Linked DNA regions of Mus musculus: region 2 is linked to region 1. The links are chromatin contacts, called in public HiChIP or PLAC-seq maps. All regions are on one chromosome and are shown on one strand. Each heading gives the region's core, a stretch centred on a gene start, on an enhancer-like site or on the middle of the called end of the contact. The rest is flanking DNA. Distances are from core to core; before and after follow the strand shown.

Region 1 (6,166 bases), core at 1,625-4,124:
TGTCTGATTCATATGACACCATCTTGTTTACATTAGTTGATACATTCAGTTTTAAGAGGAAGACTTAAAATCACAGTCAGATAGCAGCAATAAAAACTGACCGCACAGTGGGAAATCTCTCAAACGTATTAAAGAGAACTCAGTTCAATGTACGAGTTATATGTCACGAACAGCTCCTCTAGCTATTCACATAGTAAAACATGACTGTTAACTGGCGTCACACTCTGTAACTTCAGCATTACTGACTTCTGTTATATTCAGTCTTAAATCTGCATGTTCTGCATATAGCATCAGCACATGGTATGGAAGGGTCATTATCAGCCAGAACGGGACTATTCCTCACCCTCACAGCTGCCTCCAACAAAACTGCTTCTTTAAAACAGACGTAAGACATACCTGAGAAAAAGTTAAGAACATCTTCCACAGTGCAGGACCACGGCAGCCCCTGAGCTCGAATGAGATAAACATCATCCACCTCGTCTCCTAGCTTGGATGGGCTCAACTCGTACTCAGGCAGTGGTGGGAGGTCTTCCAGGTAGGTAGTTTTGGATTCCTTTCAAGAAGAAAACAATCGTAAAGACATTTCTTTGACAACCTACTTAGAAAAACTGCTTAACTCTACAAACAGATGCAGATGAGATTATTTCAGAGGTGAGAAGCACACTTCTCCACCCTCTGGTTTTGTTTCGTTTGAAAAGTGTTCGCCCATGTGGCCTAGGCTACCCCAAATGCACCACCATCCTGCCACAGTCTCCCAAGTGCTGGCTACCAGGCTAGCTATACCAGGATGGCTTTGGTTTACGTTTATATTTTATATCCTAAGGTGATATACAAGTACATTCCAGTGGTAGTACTACCACTAAGGGCAGGGCTACTTTCCAAACCCTGGGAGTAAGAGTACTTTCATTAAAAGCCATACAATGACAAATTATACCGCTTAATTGAAAATCACCCCATACACAAAACACAACCTCAAACCATCATCTCAAAGCACTGATTATCTGGAACAAGGCAAGATACAGAACAAGATGCCTTAAGTGTTATAATAAAAATACAAAATCCTGTAAATTAAAAAAATAGAAAACTACAGGGGAAAAAAAGAATAAAGATGGGAGATATAAAAGATAGGACATTACAATTTGGGAGGGGAGGGGAAGTGTTAGCATGTGAAAAACAGCAAACACATTTGCCCAAACTGGACAGTAAAATGAAGAGCCAAAGGCAAAAGGCACAGCAGCTGGCTATTTTGTGTTGGGCTCTATGAAGGGATACTTCACTTTGTAGGCAAAGGAAGTTAATAAAAAGGCATTGGGACATGGGTAAACGCCTTGAAAAGACTAATGTAAGAGAAAGTGGATAAGGGAAAAAAACAGAAAAGGCAACAGCAGAGACAGGCGCGGCAGGGGGCTCAAACTGCTACTTTCTGTTTCCCCAGAATTCCATAAACATCTTTACAAAATAAATAAGTAAATAAATAAATAAATAGTGCAGCAGAAAGTATTGGGCCGGGATTCAAATCAATTAGCTCAGCTACTGGCAGACATCAGCCATGCAGATGAACCACCCAGATATCACTAATTCAAGCAGACGCAAAACTAAATTAAGATAAACATGGCCAGTGGCGTTACCAGGTTAGGTAGACACTTCCCAGATGCCACATAAACCGCAAAAGAGAAATGTCCCACATATACAGAGGACCAAATATTTGCAATATGAATTCTTACAATGTCTTTCTGAAAAGACGGGAAACAAGGGAAAAGATCGTGGAGTGACAACCGAAGCCCCCAAGTCCTCACCCACGGACGCCCCCGCCCCACACACACACGTTCTCTCCCAGTTTCCCACGGTCTCCCCACAGCTCTCCGCGTCCGCAGAGCCCCGCTGCACCAAAGGTCCTTCTGTCAAGGCGAGTGGACTTGCAGAGGTGACCTTCAGTCAGGTGGACCGCCCGCCTCTCCCCGCGGACAAGGGAGAGGGACGCGCGGGGGCTGTCCCAGGCTAGCCCACGCTCCCGTGCGCGCGGGGCTGCGCGTCGGTGGCCGGCCGAGGAGGCCCGAGCCGCCCGGCCTACCGCTCCCACCGCACGCACGGCCGGCCCCGACCCTCCGCGGGCTCTGGCCGCTCAGCTTCACCTCCAGCGGGCATAAGGCTAGGGGGGAGTCGGGGTGGGGGGCGTCGGCGGCGCCCCCAAAACCTACCATGGGCCCGGCGGGAAACAAGGCCTCTACATTCACCCCAGCCACACTTACACTGCCCAACCGCCCAGACTCGGAGGGAACAAAACAAGAAGAGCCGGGGCCGTGAGAGCGTCCCTTGTTCCCGTGCCCAATAGGAGGACGGAGCGGGAGGGAGGCGGGGGTGCGGTGCGTGCCGCGGATCCCCGGGCGCGCACGCGGGGCGCTCGCGGACAGACCGACGCGGGCGCGCGGCCGCCGAGGGTCCCGCGCGCGGCGCCACGTACCTGACTGTAACCCCGCGCCGGGCCCGCGGCGGCTGCCAGCGATCGCGGAAACAGCGGGGCGCGCAGGGCCGAGTAGGACGCGGCGGCGGCCGCGGCGGCGGAGGGACGGGCAGGGATGGGACCCGCCAGCCTCCCGGCGGCCGCAGGCCCGAGCTGCAGGCCCCGCGTCTGCGAAGCGGCGGCCGCGGCGGCCCCGAGGAGTAGCAGCAGGCGGCGGCGGCCAGAGACGCCCGACGGGAAGGTGCCGGCGGCGGAGTAGAAAGGCAGGCAGGCGGCGCCGGTCCGCCGGCAGCTGCTGCAGTTGCAGCCGCAGCCCCGGAGCAACGCGCCTAGCACCCAGCGCGTCCCGGCCATCGGCTCCGGAGGCGGCGCGGGGCCTGGAGGTGGCCGCTGTGGCGCGAGCGGAGGGGAAGTGGAATCCAGGGCGGGGGAGGGGGCACCGGGCACATGCGCCGCGCGCACCCGGGGCTGAGACGAGGCTCGGAGGCGGAGGTGAGCGAGCGGCCCCGCCCAGGCTCCGCCCTCGGGGCGGGGCTTTCCCGCCGGTAAGGGTGTGGGTGGGGTGACCTGAGCGCCTCCAGAGTGGAAGTTGTCCCAGGCTCTCCTGCTCAGGTTAGAGCTGAGGTCTGCGGGTCACCGAGGCCCGGCGAAGTTTCCGGAAGGAATGGGTTACCTAGCTCTAAAACGTTTTGGGACGACGCTGAGGGGGCGTTGATACCCCAACCTCAAAATTCGTGCAGAAGGCCAACTTTGTTTTGAACGGAAGCACTGATTTTATAGTATATGTGAGATATGTATATAATATTTATCATATATTATATAAAATAAAGCCTTCCTTAGACAATATAGTCACAAGTGAAGGTGTAGAGATTTGCAAATAAATACATGAGTGGTTGTGCAGTTTTCTCCTATGTGGCAAGGACCTGTCAAAGGTAAAAAAATAAAAATAAAAAACTAAAGACAAATGGGAGTTCTTAGAGTAAAAATATGAAGGAGAGGCTGATTGGTTGTGGCGGGGGTGGGGTTAGGAGGCATCTCTGTGACTGGGTAGTGTAGTTCCGTGGCAGGGTAATCGCTTAGATCACCCCAACCTCCTCGTGGGGGTGAGGAGACCAATATAGGGCTCTCTATCGTGGAAAATCTTAACATATTTCAAAGTTTTTGAAATTCAATTCTTGTTCAACTTCCAGAAGTAAAGAAACCGCCTACATTTTCCACTGTTTCACCTTTATCCCAGTGCCAGCTCTAAAACTTTTTTTTTTAAGTTAACTATGTAATGGCAGTCATCCTATGGTATTCATCTTAAAACAATACGGACTTTTTTATTATTAGTTTAATGTATTAATATATGGGTGTGGCCACGGAGACCAGACAAGGGCATCGGATCCCCTGGCCCTGGAGTTAGAGACAGCAGTGAGCCATCATGCAGGTGGTGGGAGTTGAACCTGGGTCCTCTGAAAGAGCAGCCAGCACTCTAGACCCATAAGCCATCTCTCCAGCCCCAGTACAGACTTTTGAAAGGTTACGTTCTGATAAGTTACCTTTGAGACATTTAAGATGGTTGGGCTTAAACTTTGGCTTGTTTACTCTGGACTCCTTTTAGATTTAAGAAAACCAGGTATTTCACAAATGAAAACATATTTCTGTCCAAGAAGGAAAGAATAGAAAACCTGACCGGCTTGTTCCTTTTATACCCGAGATGTGTAGAAGAGGTTCTTCCTCTTTTCTTCGGTGAGACACAAACCCTAAAGCAGTGGCTGGCAACCTTCCGAATGCTACATCTTTACAACAGCTCATCTTGTGGTGCGCCCCCCCCCCAACCATAAAAGTATTTTCATTGCTACTTCATAATTGCAATTTTGCTGCTGTTGTGAATTGTAAATATCTGTCTTTTTTCCATGGTCTTAGTTGGCACCTGAGGAGCAGATCTCAACCCACAGGTTGAGAACCTCTGCCCTAGAGGTTTTTCTTTTCCTGTCAGGCTGGGGACCAGAGATGCCTCCCGAACCCTCCGTAAGACGTTTTCCACTGAGCTATACATTCCCAGCCTGGTTCTATTAAACGTTTCTCTTTTGTATTGCATCTGTGTGTTTATCGTGGGTCCCCAGGCCCACAGTGCTGTGGCAAGTGCTCTGTCCCTCCTTCCATGTGGATCTCAGGCTTGGCAGTAAGTGCTTTACCCACTCAGTCATCTCAACAGACCCTACGCTTTGCTTTCAGGAGAGAAAATGGGCTATCCCTTCGTTGCTGATTATCCCAGAACACAAACTTGTAGAATTATTGCAGATTCTGCTCCTATTACATTCCCTTGCTGCTTGTGTGTGTGCTGTGGAGGCCAGAGGTCCACATCAGATGTCTTCCTCCGTCACTCTCTACCTTGTTTTTGGACAGTCATCACTGAACCCGGAGCTCACTCTTTCCACGGACCCGCCTGTCCAGAGACACTCCCCAGAGTCCCTCTACCTCCTCAGCACTGAGTTTAGAGATACAGACTGATGCACCAGGCTTTAAAAAAAAAAAATAGTTGCAGCAACCATTCAAAATGTATAAATCAAAATACTAAAACCCTAAATTACTAAAATACATAGACAGGTTTGTATACTGCTTGTAAGGGTTTTGTTTTGTTTTGTACCCCTGGGTGTTTTGGAACTCATTGTGTAGACCAGACTAGTATCCAACTCACAAGAAATCCCCTGCCTCTGCATCCTAATTGAAGGCATGGGCCACCACACCCAGCCTACCTTTTAGCATTTAATCAGTAATAAAACCAAGGATCCAAATAGAAAGCCTTTTCGCTTAGAGGAAGTTGGGAGGATTATAAAGGAAAGAAGCTGGAGATTTATTTCTTTGTCCGACAGCCAGCCAGGTGCAGTGCCATGTGTGCCTCATATGTTCAGAGCTTTCCCCGGGTGAACTACAGAGACATGGGCTTAGCACTAGATTTCAGAGAAAATAACAAGTTCTGTAAATTGAAACTAATAGAGTTTCGGAACACCAGACTTTAAAAATTGATTGTAGCACATGCTTTTAATCCCAGCACTCAGGCAGAAGCAGGAGTTGAAGGCCAGCCTGGACTACGTACCAGTTGGAGACCAACAGAGTCTGAGCAAATACTGTCTCAAAAAACAAACAAAAATGCATACGTTTTAAAACTCCACTGTAACCGGCCCTGGGCGCGCACTCACTGCAAACACTTTTTACCCCTGGCTCATCTCCAGTCTATGGAAATCTCTTTCATAATTGTTCATGGTATGCTGTCAGAGATCAGAACAAAGCTGAGATGAAGAAATAAAAATGAAAGCCCAGAAAAGGTGAGGCAATCCAGGAAGTACAGGCCACAACGTGGAGTTGTGATTGCATTATATGCGATGCAGTTATGAGTGTCACTGGGAGGGGCTTGGTTGAGGAGGTCTGAGTTATCCCGAACAGCCAAGCAGGCTCAGGCACAGAAATAATCGTTAAACAGAGAGTGCACCCATCTTATCTATAAGCCACTCATCAAGCACTGTCTTCTGGCTCTACTGCAGTCTCTCAAGTGTAGCCGGGGCAGGTTTGTCACCCTGTTTCCTTGACCGCTCTGCAGGTAAAGCCAGAACAAATGGATGGAAACGCTAGTTGGGGAGAATAGGGAGAAAACAGTTCAGCTTCCCCAACTCTGCAGAACACGTTATTATAAGGTGGGGGGAGGGGGCTAGGAGGGGATAA
Region 2 (6,166 bases), core at 1,151-3,650, 550 kb after region 1:
AAAGTCACTAGACTTCAATAAGCTTGTATTGTGGTGGCAAGATTTGAACTCTGGATGTTCTAGTATAAAACCAATCTCATGTAATGTATGCCCTTCAAAATAAAACATGGTACTTAGCCTTCAAAGAATCTCTATCTTCTTTTCCCATAATATTATCTTTCCCAGATTCTTTGATCTTATTTGGAATCCTTCTTATGTGGGGAAATTTATGAAACTTTCATAAAGTCCTCTTCAGACCTTGTCCCAGACTGAGAACCTGCGGTTTCTTTACCAGTGAAGACTTTTAAGGCTTAAGAGAGTTAGGGCATTGTGTTAATAACATATTGCCAAAACCAGGTTAGCTGAAAGTGCAATGTATTAAAAATGAGATAAAACAGGACTTCAGGTCAGACCTTCCACCCAGACCTCCCTGTCCCCAGCATCTCTTCCCCAAGCCACGACCCTACCCACCCCTACCAGTGAGGAAACAGGAAGACCAGTGGTTGAGAACTGCATACAGTTTCATGATAAGGATGGCATAAGCTCTACATTTATCATTTGTTAGTTGCCATATTAATCAATTAATTGGTAAGATGTTATGTAGTCTTTATCATAGGAGCTTTCTAGACAAGAATGCTCAGAGTATGAGAAATAAACAAGTTGTCTCAGCAGTCTACAGCTAGCTGGTAGCTAGAAGCCAAACCCAGGTCTGTTCAACTACTGTCACCCACATCTTAATCAGGACCTTACTCTTAGCTTTAGGCACAGGCACACACACACACACACACACACACACACACACACACACACAAATATGCACATTCACACATATAAGCATACCCATTCCCTCTTGCTTTGACCATAAAGCCGTGGAGAGATCTCAGTCCTTCCTGAGTTCCTATCCAGTGTTGGGCAAGTATAGTTTTCTCTTTTTATTGAAAATCCTTTTCACATCCTTCGTTCTTGGAGAGTTCTACTACTATTGACAAATCACCAGAAGACAATGTGAAAAATACAGAAATACACTGACCAAAATTCAAAAACTTGGTGACATAGTATTTAGATATTAAGTCTTATTTTGATTTCACCTCACTTTCTTTGTTCTATATGATTATAGGATCAATCATTTAACTTTTTCATTTTTAGTATTTATTGAATGTAATACTTCTTTGTGTTTATTTTATTTTATTTTTGCTTCCTGGGTATTATTGATGGTATAATTGTTTGCACAGTTTACCATTTAGCTATCTGGATGTGCCCCTGAAATGGATATTTTTAATTTCTACCACCTTGCTTTGTAAAAATGATTTCCCGCTATTACTGCATTATCCCACTATAACATGGGATCTCATTTTTTTAGAGACTTTTTTTTGGTAGAATTCATTATTTATTTATATTGTCACACATTAGCCTAGGATGGCCTTGAACTCATATACTCATGGCAGTCCTCCTGCCTCAGCCCCCTAAGTGCTAAGAGAACAAGCATGAACTCCCACATCCTGGGTGGCTCTCCGTTTTACAAGCCTTCTTCTTCTTCCTTTGACAACTTTGTTTTGATATGTAGTTCTAGTATAATTTTTACACATTGACCTTCTGACAGGATCTGTGAACTAAGTTCTATAAAATATACCCTCTACCCCAACAACTCTGTCAGGTTTGTTAGGAGTTTCATTCTAGGATTTGTATTGATACGTATTGTTGTGAAGAAAATGAGAATATCATAAGCATTTGTATTATGTTGAAGCTGATCAGAAATGTCAACTTCACAGATTTTCTTCTATGTACTATTTTCTTCCAACTGACATATATATATACATATATATATATACATATATATATATATATATATGCATATGTGTGCATACACACACACACACCCCTTCCTATACCCAGTTATTTTCTTCCTTACATCCATCCATGCCATTCTGTGTCATAGATCAGGTGAAATTTGTTAACATAGTTCAGAGAATTGATCTAAGAAGGCCCCAGGCACAGTGTTCCGGCACAGTGTTCCTCTGCTATAGTAGTAGAAACACACTACAAAAAAAAAAAAAAAATCATTAGTTAAGCTCAGGGAAGGATAGACTCTTCTGACACTTCTAATCCAGAGATATGCTTTACCCAGATCAAAAAGAAAACACTGAGGAAACCCAGGTAGCTCTCCACGAATCAACTGTTCTTTCCTGCACCCCTTTCTCATGCTTGAATGTACACAATAAATGGAAAAGAAATCACAACATGTTGAGAGGAAAGAGATACCTTAGAAATGAATCAGAGATGGAAATTTGATCCTTTGCTGGTCTTATGTATTTATTATTGGAAAATGCACATAAAGAGTTGTAAGTCACATCAGCACTCACATGCTAAGAGAAATGGGGGCTTGTGTTTGAGCACCAGTGGCCTGGGTGGGATATGTCTACCCCTCTGTGGCCACTGCTGGGTACTACAGCCCTGCCCTCCTGCCCACTTCAAGCATTCAGTTCCTTTTAGTTTTTGGTCTTTTCTGAGCTCATGGGTAAAGTTCATTACGATGCAATTGTTAGTCCCTTCTAGAGAAAACCTTTGACAGTTAGTTCATAGATGTGTATTTTCTCCATTGAAACTTAAGCATTCCTGTGAGTCACCAGTACCAACTGGAGACAGAGGCAGTCTATTTTAGAATTCACTAGTTCTTTAGTGTGGTCAGAAGGTCCGAGGCACAGCAGCATCAGGCAATTGCAGTAAGATGGGTCTACAAATGGTGCTTCATTAAATACATGCCGTAGTTTTAAAGTTCTGCTCTTTAAGGAATATTTCGCCTTCTGGTTAAAATGGTCTACTGCATGTGGATTTGCTGACTGGCCCTAATTACTTTTCTATTTTAGTATTTTAGTTTTGTCCTTCAGTTGCTTGAACTTCTTTTCAAACCCAAGGCTGATACCTTTGTCATCCAGACAGAAGACTTCTCGGAATTAGAATATTGATTCTCAAATGTGATTTGCTTGCATTTTACCGGTTCAGGGGAAAGTAAAGTGTACATGTTGGATTAGAACTTCTCATTGCTAAAAAACAAACAAACAAACAAACAAAAAAAAAACCTTCGTGTTGGTGTAAAGGGCGTTTTACTAAATAATGCATAACATATTAATTGAGTTTTGAAAGGCTTGCATTATCCTTATCCGTATGTGTAATTAATTGCTCCCAGATGCGTCCTGCTCCTTCCAAACCGTGCTCCCATTAGTTTGTATTCTTAGAGTCCCTAGAAGACAAAGGGGTGGTCAGTTGATGTTTCCTTTACTGGAAGAGGCATTTACCCTCCGAACTGATAGATCATTTGGCAAAATTAGTAAGGACAAAACCAACAGCCTGTTACAAAAGGATCTTGGATCCAGAGTGAGGCCATTTGCTACCTCTGCATGTACCTCCTATCCCACGCAGACATCTGGGTTGCATAGTCTATTGCTTTTAAGAGCAAAGGAAAGCCAAAACAGTTTCCCCATTTAAAAAAAAAAAAGTATTATTGAGGTCATGTGTGCCCATTCTTTAAAAAGAAGAAACAAAAAAAATGAAGTTTATTTGAATGTTCCCTCTATCTTTATTTATTTCTACTGCTGGGCTTAGAATCTTATCAATTGACGAGTTAAAAGCACTCATTTGAGGTTGCTCTGTTATGCTGTGCTTTAGTTTCAGATGTAGCCTTTATTTAAGTTATTCCCCTTCCTAATTCTTTTCGCTGTTGTTTGTAACCGGTTTCCACTGGTTTACTTCCCAGTTTATCCCGATGCCTGTGCTGTATGGTGTGTTCCTGTATATGGGGGTGGCCTCACTTAACGGTGTGCAGGTAAGCTTCCTCAGCAGTCCGAGCAAACCCTGTGCGTTTCTCAAAGCAGAACTAGTCCAGTCACCGATCTCTGATGAAGGCACTAATCATTAACTAGGGACTCTTTTAAAATACATTTATTTTCTACTTCCTCCACCTTTTACCTGCTTCTCATTTCTGATGGAATCGACAAAGCTAGCTGGTGTCAACAAATGTTATCCTGAATGCCCATTACTGAAAAGGGTTGCTAAATGTCATTTGGTGAGGAAATGAGCTGCTGTTCTCATTACCACCACCACCACCTCCTCCTCCTCCCCCTCCCCCTGCCCCCCCTCCTCCTCCTGCTGCTCGTCCCAGTCCTTCTCCTCTTTACCTCTTCCTCCCCATGCCCTTTTTCACACTCCTGCTCTTCCTTTTTGTCTTGAATTCTTTTCTCATCTCTCTCTTACATCACCTTATTTCATCTCAAGATAGATACTCACTGTGTTCTTAAGGCGGTGTTTGCGCACTTGCCTGACCCCTTATAGACAGCTTGCGATCCTTTAAAACTCAGTGATGAAAAGTTTTGTAGCAATAAGCAATTAAAATTACCATGTAGTAGTTACTGCTTTCATCAACACTTTCAGATGTTCACAACTTCAGTTAAAATGACCACCCTGCCCCCATCCCGCCTCTGCCCCCGCCCCCGCCCCCAGCCCCACCTCCACCATGCTCTACTTTTTAAAAAAATTTACTAGGAAAAACTTTGTGAGGGACTTTGTCTCTCAATGGAGGTTTAATTTAATTGGCACCAGGAAACTGGAAGTTCCGCCACTTTCTGGCACCCTGTTAATTGCAGCCTTATTTAGCACTCAGTAATGTTTTAATGGGAAAAGACTGCGTGTTCTGTGATCATCATAAGAATTCATTTGAACTCCTTCAAAACAGCCCTTGCTTTCATTTATTACATTTATATTAACTTGGTTTTAAAGTCAGATAGATCTGGGCAAATGGCCAGACCCCCCAAAAGCAAAGCTAAGCTACTTTACTATTCCTGGGTTTGGTCCAGTAGAAGGGTTCTTCCACACCGGAATATTTGTTATGAAACACAAAGTGCTTCTTCATGGGCTGCGTGGGTGACTGAGGGTTTTTTCAGTTTGTTTTTTGTTTGTTTGTTTGTTTGTTTGTTTGTTTTGTTTGCTGTTGTTGTTGTTTGGTTTGGTTTGGTTTGCCATCCAAGTAATTTAGGAAGTACAACTTTGTAAAATATTTTATTTTTCCCTGCCGTTTATGAATACTTATTCTCCCAGATGGGAAAATATGAGCATTAGATGCCTAGGACTAACAGTTATTAATTTTTGTTTGCCCTTAAGGATCCAGTCAAAAACCAGAGGTTTGTGTTGGGTGTCCCAGGGACCTGATCAATGTCTAGAGGTGAATACCTGTCTATAAAGAGAACAAAAGAGCCAATCACCCCATAATAATTGTAGGGACAGCTAATGAACTGTGTTGCTCCTTAAGTATTATTGTCCCAAACACCTTTTCAATTTTTTTTATTTTTCTCTTCATTCTTTCTCTTTTAGACCCTTTTGACAAGATTGGTTTAGCAAGGAAAAAAAAAAAAAAGAAATCTAATCTTTATAGATAAGAATATATTCTAAAGGGAGAACAAAAACTATCATATAGGCAGAGGCTCCAGAGAAGGTTATGATAAAGTCGCTTACTTTTCCTTAATTCTTATAATTAGTCAGCTCAGCATCTGTCTATGCAGCGTCTCCCTCTGAAGGCCCCTGGATGAGGTACTGAGCATCATTGTACTCTCCTCATAGTGTCACCTAAGTACTACATCTCTGGGATGCTCCTGGCACAAATATCCACCATCATCCTTCCAATTCCTGACCAAAACATGACTGTGTTAACCACTCTCAGACTCTTGAGTCTTGTGGTCGTTGTCTTAAAACTCACCATAATGCTCACAGAGCTTTTCTCTGGAAGAAATGCTGATACACTAGTGGGTATGGATGTGTTAATAAATTATAACCTAAAGAAAGTGGGACTTACTGGCATAATCCGCATGGTTCCATTTTTAAGTTAGATGGGTCCTTTATCTCCTTAGAGCATGACTGATATGCCGATGTTGTGGTTTTTCTTTCAGATAAGACAACTGAGGCAGGAGTAGATGCAAGAGCTAGGAGTCTTCCCTCAGCATAGTGTACCAAAATGGGTACACAATCCTCTGTGCTGAAAAGCAGAGAGTAGAAAGAGAAGGCAGAGGATGAGCAGCTAGAATTTAAGATTTCCTTATAACTTTAGCCTTTGATGCCCACTTTATCTTATGTACCCGCTAAATATCTCTGGGGAAAAAAATCAGCAGAAATTAGAAGACACGTAACATAATATGATGTGACT

Evidence for each region. HiChIP or PLAC-seq counts read pairs in DNA pulled down with a chosen protein or histone mark.
Region 2: a contact with region 1 is called in an H3K4me3 HiChIP or PLAC-seq map of embryonic limb bud, with 4 times the contacts expected there. The contact joins the enhancer-like site here to the promoter of Grsf1 in region 1. A contact is called at or near these places in 9 of 39 promoter capture datasets (the 3T3-L1 cell line, 3T3-L1-derived adipocytes, the HPC-7 cell line and 4 more), 5 of 484 Hi-C or Micro-C datasets (cerebellar granule neurons, embryonic fibroblasts, nephron progenitors and 1 more) and 3 of 115 datasets of contacts at active chromatin or transcription factors (astrocytes, embryonic limb bud and forebrain).

Annotation. Positions count from the first base shown.
Region 1 is chr5:88,673,297-88,679,462 of GRCm38.p6, forward strand. It overlaps Grsf1 (G-rich RNA sequence binding factor 1), which reads right to left and starts at 2,875. Exons shown (of 10, transcript NM_178700.5): 1 at 2,462-2,875; 2 at 397-553. The coding sequence starts at 2,815.
Region 2 is chr5:89,219,466-89,225,631 of GRCm38.p6, forward strand. It overlaps Slc4a4 (solute carrier family 4 (anion exchanger), member 4), which reads left to right. Exons shown (of 27, transcript NM_001359211.1): 22 at 3,731-3,799. Gm35855 (a long non-coding RNA gene) reads right to left here. Exons shown (of 3, transcript XR_003955749.1): 1 at 4,261-6,166; 2 at 2,900-3,217; 3 at 1,861-2,016. Among named protein-coding and RNA genes, the nearest start is that of Gm35855, 3.2 kb to the right of the region's middle. Within about 2 kb of position 2,401, at least 39 of the 459 cell types and tissues checked have an H3K27ac peak or open chromatin away from gene starts, as enhancers often do. A contact at or near this core is called in embryonic limb bud and second pharyngeal arch cranial neural crest, where this site is marked.